Regions from separate parts of the Mus musculus genome. Here region 1 is linked to region 2. Evidence: chromatin contacts called from public HiChIP or PLAC-seq data. All regions are on one chromosome and are shown on one strand. The core of a region is the stretch at or near the end of the contact, and the rest is flanking DNA. Distances in the headings are between cores, read along the strand shown.

The links. HiChIP or PLAC-seq counts read pairs in DNA pulled down with a chosen protein or histone mark.
Region 1: a CTCF HiChIP or PLAC-seq map of CD8 T cells shows a contact between it and region 2, with 5 read pairs. The contact joins two enhancer-like sites. A contact is called at or near these places in 7 of 39 promoter capture datasets (3T3-L1-derived adipocytes, the C10 cell line, the HPC-7 cell line and 4 more), 1 of 15 datasets of contacts at CTCF or cohesin (CD8 T cells), 1 of 484 Hi-C or Micro-C datasets (CD4 T cells) and 2 of 9 other capture datasets (adipose tissue and pancreatic islet).

Annotation. Positions count from the first base shown.
Region 1 is chr11:121,098,753-121,102,553 of GRCm38.p6, reverse strand. No RefSeq gene overlaps it. Among named protein-coding and RNA genes, the nearest start is that of Tex19.2, 18 kb to the left of the region's middle. Within about 2 kb of position 1,778, at least 22 of the 459 cell types and tissues checked have an H3K27ac peak or open chromatin away from gene starts, as enhancers often do. A contact at or near this core is called in CD8 T cells, where this site is marked.
Region 2 is chr11:121,026,173-121,029,936 of GRCm38.p6, reverse strand. No RefSeq gene overlaps it. Among named protein-coding and RNA genes, the nearest start is that of Gm11775, 9.6 kb to the left of the region's middle. Within about 2 kb of position 2,391, at least 13 of the 459 cell types and tissues checked have an H3K27ac peak or open chromatin away from gene starts, as enhancers often do. A contact at or near this core is called in CD8 T cells, where this site is marked.

The DNA of each region.
Region 1 (3,801 bases), core at 529-3,028, 73 kb before region 2:
GGTATAGCTTAACTAGCAAGGTGGTGCTGTAGCTCAAAAGGTATATTACATAAAACTGCTGCTGATTTCTCTCCCCTAGCAGCCTGCATAGCACACCCAGCTCTGTGAAAGCCAGTGCGGAAGAAGCTTCTAGATGGGTAACAGATGGATTTTTTTTAAATGTCCTACAAACAAAATATGTTGTGTCTTTAACATCTTGTTCTGTTGCTGGGTAGTGGTGGTGGCGCATGCCTTTAAATCCAGCACTTGGGAGGCAGAGGCAGGCTTATCTCTGAGTCTGAGGCCAGCCTGGTCTACAGAGTGAGTTCCAGGACAGCCAGAACTACACACAGAGAAACCTTGTCTCAGAATACAAAACAAAAAAACCAATCAACCAAACAAAACCATCCTGTTCAACCAAGAGCAATGGCAGTAGACTATTGTTTGGGGAAAACTCTGGGAAATCTCTGATCAACAGCTCAGGTGAAGGTATCCAACACCTAAAATCATCTTGGAGGAGTGTTGGGATTGCTGGGAATTGAACCTAGGATCTCATGTATGCTAGGTAAGCAGTGAGCTACATCCCCAGCAGTACACCAGAATTCTAGACCTACACTGAAGAAAAGAATTTCAGGACTAGCCAATATACAGCCAAGTTAGCAAGCTTACAGGTTAGGAGGAAAGACAGACCCGCTGAGCGTAGTAACATGCCAAGAATCCCATCACTAGGAAGCTGAGGTCAGATGACTGCTCTGTGTTCAAGCCCAGCCTGGACTACAGAGAGAGTTTCAGGCTCTTCTGAGCTACAGTGTGAGAAAACCACAAAATGTTCCCTTGACCAGTCCCAAAGCTAGAACTATCCTGGTTTCGTTTATGCTTTGATCCCTGGACAATTAACCATTGCCCTGATAAGCTTCTGACCCAGTGTGAATGTGTGTGCTGGGCAATAATGCCTGTTCTGTCCAGGGTACGGCCAAAGGGCACCAGACCTGGTCCTTCCCTCTGCACTCCTCAATGGCCTCCCTAAGGCTCTATCCAGTCCTGCTTGCCTACTGTTAGCAGGAAGTTCTGGGCAGTGATTCTTAGTGGCAGCCCTCACCCAGGGCCAGTTCCAGGGCCTGCACTAACATAGATCAGTGCAGAATTTCCTCTGATTTATCATTTTTAGAGAAGACGGATGTATTCAGTTATATCCCAGGGGCTGCCAAAACCAGTTTATTGCTTTAGATATCACACCAATCTCCAGACCTTTCTTCCTGATAAGGGGAAGCCTGCCGCATGGCCACAGTGTCCCTGGAACACTTGCACACATACACATTCTCTTTCTGATAATCCACATGACTTCATGAGCACACACAATGACTTGCTTATGCAAAATCCATACCCTTTGATTGTACAATGCACACTGGCATACATACACACCAAGATGTACAAAGGCCCAGGAGCTTATGAGAAACAATCACCTCCCTCATAGCTTCAGCCAAAAGGCTGGAATCCTAGCACACACAGCCCTAATGGACAGTAACCCCGACCTACCAGGCAGAGCTGGCTCCTCCATTGGTGACTAGAACATAGCACAAGCCCTGGAGTGCCCTGTTACTGCCCACCCCCAACCCCCGTGCCCCAACCCCAGAACCGCTGGCCCTTTACTTCCTGCCTGCTCTCCTCTCTGGCTGATAATTTACTTCTTGACCTCAAATGTGAGATGAAAGCTGCAACCCACGCAAGTTCCAAAGTGTCTTTTGATCTTTGCCTCTGTGCTATCTCATGAGAAAGAATTATAGAACCACTTTTATTGTTGTTTGTTGGCTCATGTGCACACGGAACACACGAATACAAAGACGGCTAAAGGCAAGCTTGAGTACCACTCCTCAGGAGCCACCAGCCTTTTTATTGTTGTTGTTTAAAGTGTGTGTGTGTGTGTGTGTGTGTGTGTGTGTGTGTGAAGTTAATGTTTGGTGTTTGCCTCAAACACTGGCCACATTATTTACTGAGGCAATTTTTTGTTGTTGTTTTGTTTGTTTTGTTTTGTGTTTTAACATATCTAGAACTCACCAATTTAACTCTTAGCTAGCCAGTTTGCCTCAGGGATCCCATTTAACATTGTGATTACAGACGGGCTTCCCAGATATTTGAGAAGTATCCAAACCCTAGACCTCACAGGGGAGTGACCTGAGGAGGGGCAGAGGAGAGACAGGGGAGAGAGGGGATCAGGGACAGCTGCCAGGAGGCCCAAAAGTATAAAGAGAGCGGGTAACCAAAGTGGTTGGATTATATAGGGGAAAGCAGCCCAGTGCTCTGGGCTAGAGAGTTCAGGGTAGTGGATAGGATGTACCAACCATTCGCTGTAACAGGTAAGGAGCGGGGATGCAGGGAGAACCTGGTGGCCAGTGTCCACTTTGATAAGTTAAATCAGTACCTCAGCCCTTTGTCCCAGGTTTGAAACCTAACACTGGGATTCCTCCTGGACTGCTAGCTGGAGCTCTCTACCCTTGGTTATCACAGGGTTACTGATCACATCGAACAGCCTCCACCACTTTTGGGCTACACGTGGCTCTCTATAGACATTGCCCTCACCCCCGCCCACACCTCCTCAGGCAGAGTGCATGCTGGCAGCCTGGGATGCCCTGCACACGGACCTGTGGGGAACTTGTCAGTATACGGCAGCTCCTTGGCCCAACTCCCGAGCAGGCTGGCTCAGACCTGTCAACAGGGAGCTAACTGGTAAATGGTACCCTCCCCAGATGACCCCGGACCTCCTGTGGCCTGTATATCAGGTCTTTTGGACAGAGCCAACCCCAATGTTCTCCACTCCTAATGTTTAAGGGCGAGGGCTGCAGACATCCGTCAGCCCAACCCTGGTTCCCAGAAAGGCTCAGCAGCTCTTTGAAAGTGGGGGACAAATGCAGGTCGTGGAATGGGACCCTTGGGACATAGGTGGATAGAGGAATCTATCTGGTAATGGGATTGGCCCAGCCCTTCTAGGAAAAGAACTCTGAGCTGGGCTTACACAGAAGCTGCAAGGAAATGGCAGGCTATTAACAACAGTTCCTGAAAAGAAAGAACGGGAACTTGTCTGGTCACCACCCACACCCTGGTGGGCACCTTGCTCTTCCTACGTGCCTGAGCTCTCTCCCCAGTGGGACTGCTTGAGGGACCTTTTGTCCATGGCCCATCTCCAATCGTATGGGCCTCCAAACAGAATGACCTCTGCCCCAGTCCAGTAGACTCAGTACTCAGGAGGAGCGTGAGAGGCGACAGGTCATTCTTACTTCAGACCCTCCATCCAGCATAACATTAAGGTGAGATATCTAAGCAGTTGTCAAGCACTGTGCAAAGATGGGGGTGGGGAGATTCAGGGAGGTCTTCTTTTTTGTTTGTTTGTTTGTTTTTTTGTTTTGTTTTGTTTTGTTTGTTTTTTTGTTTTGTTTTTGTTTTTTCGAGACAGGGTTTCTCTGTGTAGCCCTGGCTGTCCTGGAACTCACTCTGTAGACCAGGCTGGTCTCAAACTCAAAAATCTGCCTGCCTCTGCCTCCCAAGTGCTGGGATTAAAGGCATGCACCACCACTGCCTGGCTTGGAGGTCTTCATCTTCATTTTGAGTAAAGAGTCTCCTGACTGAGTTTGGAAGGAAAGTACGTGTTAGTACTGGGACATCATGGTCTTGCAGAGGTTTCCAAACAGTCTGGAAAATGGACCTTTGTTCTCAACCCCTGGCCTCTGATGTGGAATGCTTAAAGGAAACAGGTTTGGAACATATTTTATTTTATTTATTTATTTATTTATTTATTTATTTATTCTTTTAAAAGAAAAAGGCTATTAT
Region 2 (3,764 bases), core at 1,142-3,641:
GGTTAATGAGCTGAATCCGAAGTCCTCAAAAGGGAACACAAATTACCAACAGATGCTTAAGTGTTCAGCATCCTTAGCCATCAGGGGAATTCGTACTAAAACTACTTGAGATCCTATCTCACCCCAATCTAAACAGCTATCGTAAAGAAAATAAAAGTCATCTCAGTGGCCCAGGGTTCAATCTCTAGTATAGTTAATAATAATAATAATAATAATAATAGAAGGAGGAGGAGGAGGAGGAGGAGGAGAAGGAGAAGGAGAAGAAGAAGAAGAAGAAGAAGAAGAAGAAGAAGAAGAAGAAGAAGAAGAAGAAGAAGAAGAAGAAGAAGACCCCAGCAAATAATGGTAAGCATATGAGGAAAGATACTCACTGTTGGGAGTATGAACTAGTGGAGCCACTGTTAGGGCTTCTCAAAAAAGAACCAAAAGCTAAAAACTTTAGGGGCTGAGAGATAGTTCGGTGGTTTAGTGTGGAACAATGGACCATGCCAGGAAACTCGGTAAGGTAGAGCTGGTCTGAGAACTCAGGTCCTGAGACAGTAGACGCCTGCCTGCTCCCTGCTAGATTCCTGGTGTGGAACTCGTGCTCACGTTGGTCACAGAACACAGATCTCCATGGTAATGAGGTACCTAGAGGCCTGAGGGTTTAGCCAATAAGCTTCCCTTCCCAGGCATTCCTTCCCACGAAAGGTATTTAAATATCTGGTCTGCCCAGAGAAGTTGATATGCATTTATTTTCCAGGATAAAGAGTCAATAAATGGTATGGATAAACATGGACTGTCTCTTCCATGGAAACCGCCTAGACTCCATTCTCAGGCTGCTTATGGCCCCCCGACTCCGTTCTCAACTCCTCTCAAATCAGCGATGCCTGGATGTCCAAGAGTTAGGGAGCCTGGGTCCTGGCCTTGTCACAGGCCAGTGGATCCCTGACACTTCGTTCCTGACTTCTCTGTGTGGCACCCCAGGGGTGACTGGGTGTCCAGGAGTCAGAGAACCCCAGCTCCAGCCCCCCACATCTTGGACTGCACTTTCCCACCCTGGGAGTGGTGTCTCCGCACTTCCCTAAAGCCCAGCACCCAACAGCAGCAGCATGATATAAGCCCAGTCAAGCTTCCCACGTTTCGCCTGCCCAGCAAGCAGGATGTGCCCAGCACCCCAGCAGCAGAGCAGAACTCGGAACCCACAGCTTATTTCTAAATAAGCATTTGCCACCTTTAAAAAAAAAAAAAAGACTTATTTTATTTATATGAGTACACTGTAGCTGTCTTCAGACACACCAGAAGAGGGCATCAGATCCCATTACAGATGGTTGTGAGCCACCATGTGGTTGCTGGGAATTGAACTCAGGACCTCTGCAAGAGCAGTCAGTGCTCTTAACCGCGGAGCTATCTCTCCAGCTCGGAGAGTACTCTCTTAAGTGATGAAATCCAGGCTAAAAAGGAATGCCACATCTTTGTCCTCATTTGCAAACCCTAGTTTCTAATTCTTATATTTGTATATTTGTGTGGGTAGAGACTACGACACTAGAAAGGATCCAGTAGAGCCAAGGCAGAGGGTTTGAAAGGAGAGGGTTGGGTTAATGAGACACGTAAAATCAGAAAGTGGAGGGGTGAATACTGGCAGTGGAAGGGTACAGTGTGGGTAGGCCTGGAGGATGGTAGGAAACATGGGAGAATCGACCAAAAATAAGAGGAGTGTGGAAATGCCATATGGGAACATGTTACTTTGTATGTGGTTTTAAAAAATTAAAAAATTCAGGATGGAGAGATGGCTCCATGGTTAAGAGCACCAATTGCTCTTCCAGAAGTCCTGAGTTCAATTCTTAGCAACCACACGTGGCTCACAACCATCTGTAATAAGATCTGATGCACTCTTTTGGTGTGTGTCTGAAGACAGCTACAGTGTACTCATTTAATTGAAAATAAATAAATAAATAATATTTACAAATAAAAAATTCAATGATATAAGCACTATGCAAACATGTGATCTGAAAACGTAAAATTCATGCGGGTGAGGACGCTGTGACCACAGACAGAAACAGATAGATCCATAGTTTTAAGCAGAGATTTCACAGAGCGGCATGAGGTGGAAAGAGTCAACTCTGTACACATGTAGCCAAGGATGGCCGAGAAGGCCTCAATCTCCTGCTTCAGCCTCCAAAGTGCTAGGATTAAAGTGTTCTCCACCACGCCTGGCTTTGGGGAGATTTTTAAGCCCCACTGCAGATCCAATTCACAGAAGCAGTCATAGAGGGATTCCACATTCATACCAACACTACCACCCGATTGTGTGAAGTTGCATTTTAATCATAAGCCACATCAGGCCCTGATCTGTGAGAGGCAGGATGACGTCTACAAGCTCAGCAGCCTTTATGCGCAGCTCATGAACTTGCAGAAAGTGCCAGAGCTCTTTGCTGTAAGCAGGCCCAAAGGAAAGTGCACTTGAACTCAGACCAGTCGAGAGAGACTATCTTGGTTTTCTTACAAGGGAAAAAACAAGAAACCACAAAGCAAGAGAGTGGCCATGATAAGACAAGTGACAGCTCCGGTCCTAACCTCTGAGGACATGAGGCCTGTACTCTATCTTTGAAGTTCAGCCTGGTCTCTGGACCCAACCTGAAGGTTGTGTGCCAAAACCTAGATGCGCTCCACCCAGGAAGGACTCGGGGAACCACTAGCCATTCTCCCACCTGGACTGCAGGTTCCCCCCCAGCTCAGGACACAGGACCCTGGGAGTATGCCTTGGAGGGAAACTTCCCCAGATCCATCCTAGACTCTTCCTTCTGGTGCTCACGAGGTCCCTCTCTGTGCGAGCCCATCCCCTGCTTGCTTCCCAGCCTACCTAGCAGTCTGTGGTCTTGAAACAGCTGCTGTTCCAGGTGGCCCAGAGATCCGTGCAGAAACCCTAGAAAGTTAGAGTATCCGGGTATTAAAAAGGAGAATGAGCCATACCTGGTGACACAGACCTGCCATTGCAGATATTCAGAAGGCTGATGCAGGAGGATCAGAAGTTCAAGGCTAATGTGGTCTACAGTGTAAGTACAAGCCTGGCAACTTGGTGAGCCTGAGGGCTGAGGTTATAGCTCAGTGGTAGAGCTTGCCTAGAGTGAGTGAGGCCCTACAATGAATGAATGAATGAATGAATGAATGAACTGGTTCAGTGGGTGAAAGCACTTACCACCAAGCCAGCCTGAAACTCTAAATTCAATCCCAGGCCCCACATAGTGGAAGGAGAAGAAAGACTTCATAAATTTTCTTCTGACCTCCACACATGCATGGTGGCACACACACGTGCACGCACGCACACACACCTGCATGCACGTACACACACAGGCTTTCATTTTTCATGATGCAGTTGGTATTCTCATCTGTAACCACACTGCCTCCCAGATGCTGAGATTACAAGTGTGCGCCACTAAAACCTGCTGAAAATTATTTTTAATTGTACCATCAAAGACAGTTTGCATATCTTCACCAATTCAGCAAATGTCAAGGTCTGTCTACAAACCGGGCTCGTGCTGCACTGGCCCTGCAGAGGCTCACCTTCAGGCTACCGGTAAAGAGTAGAACACCTAGAACACCTAGGCATGAGGTAATTCAGCTGGAGAAGCTGCAACACGCACAGACTGAGAAATTGCACCAAGAAAATAAACACAGAATCACAGATATAAAACGGTATCATCTGATGAGGTAGAACATACCTGCAATCCAACACTTGGGAGGTAGAGGCAGAGGGGTTAGGAGTTCAAGGCCATCTGCAGCCA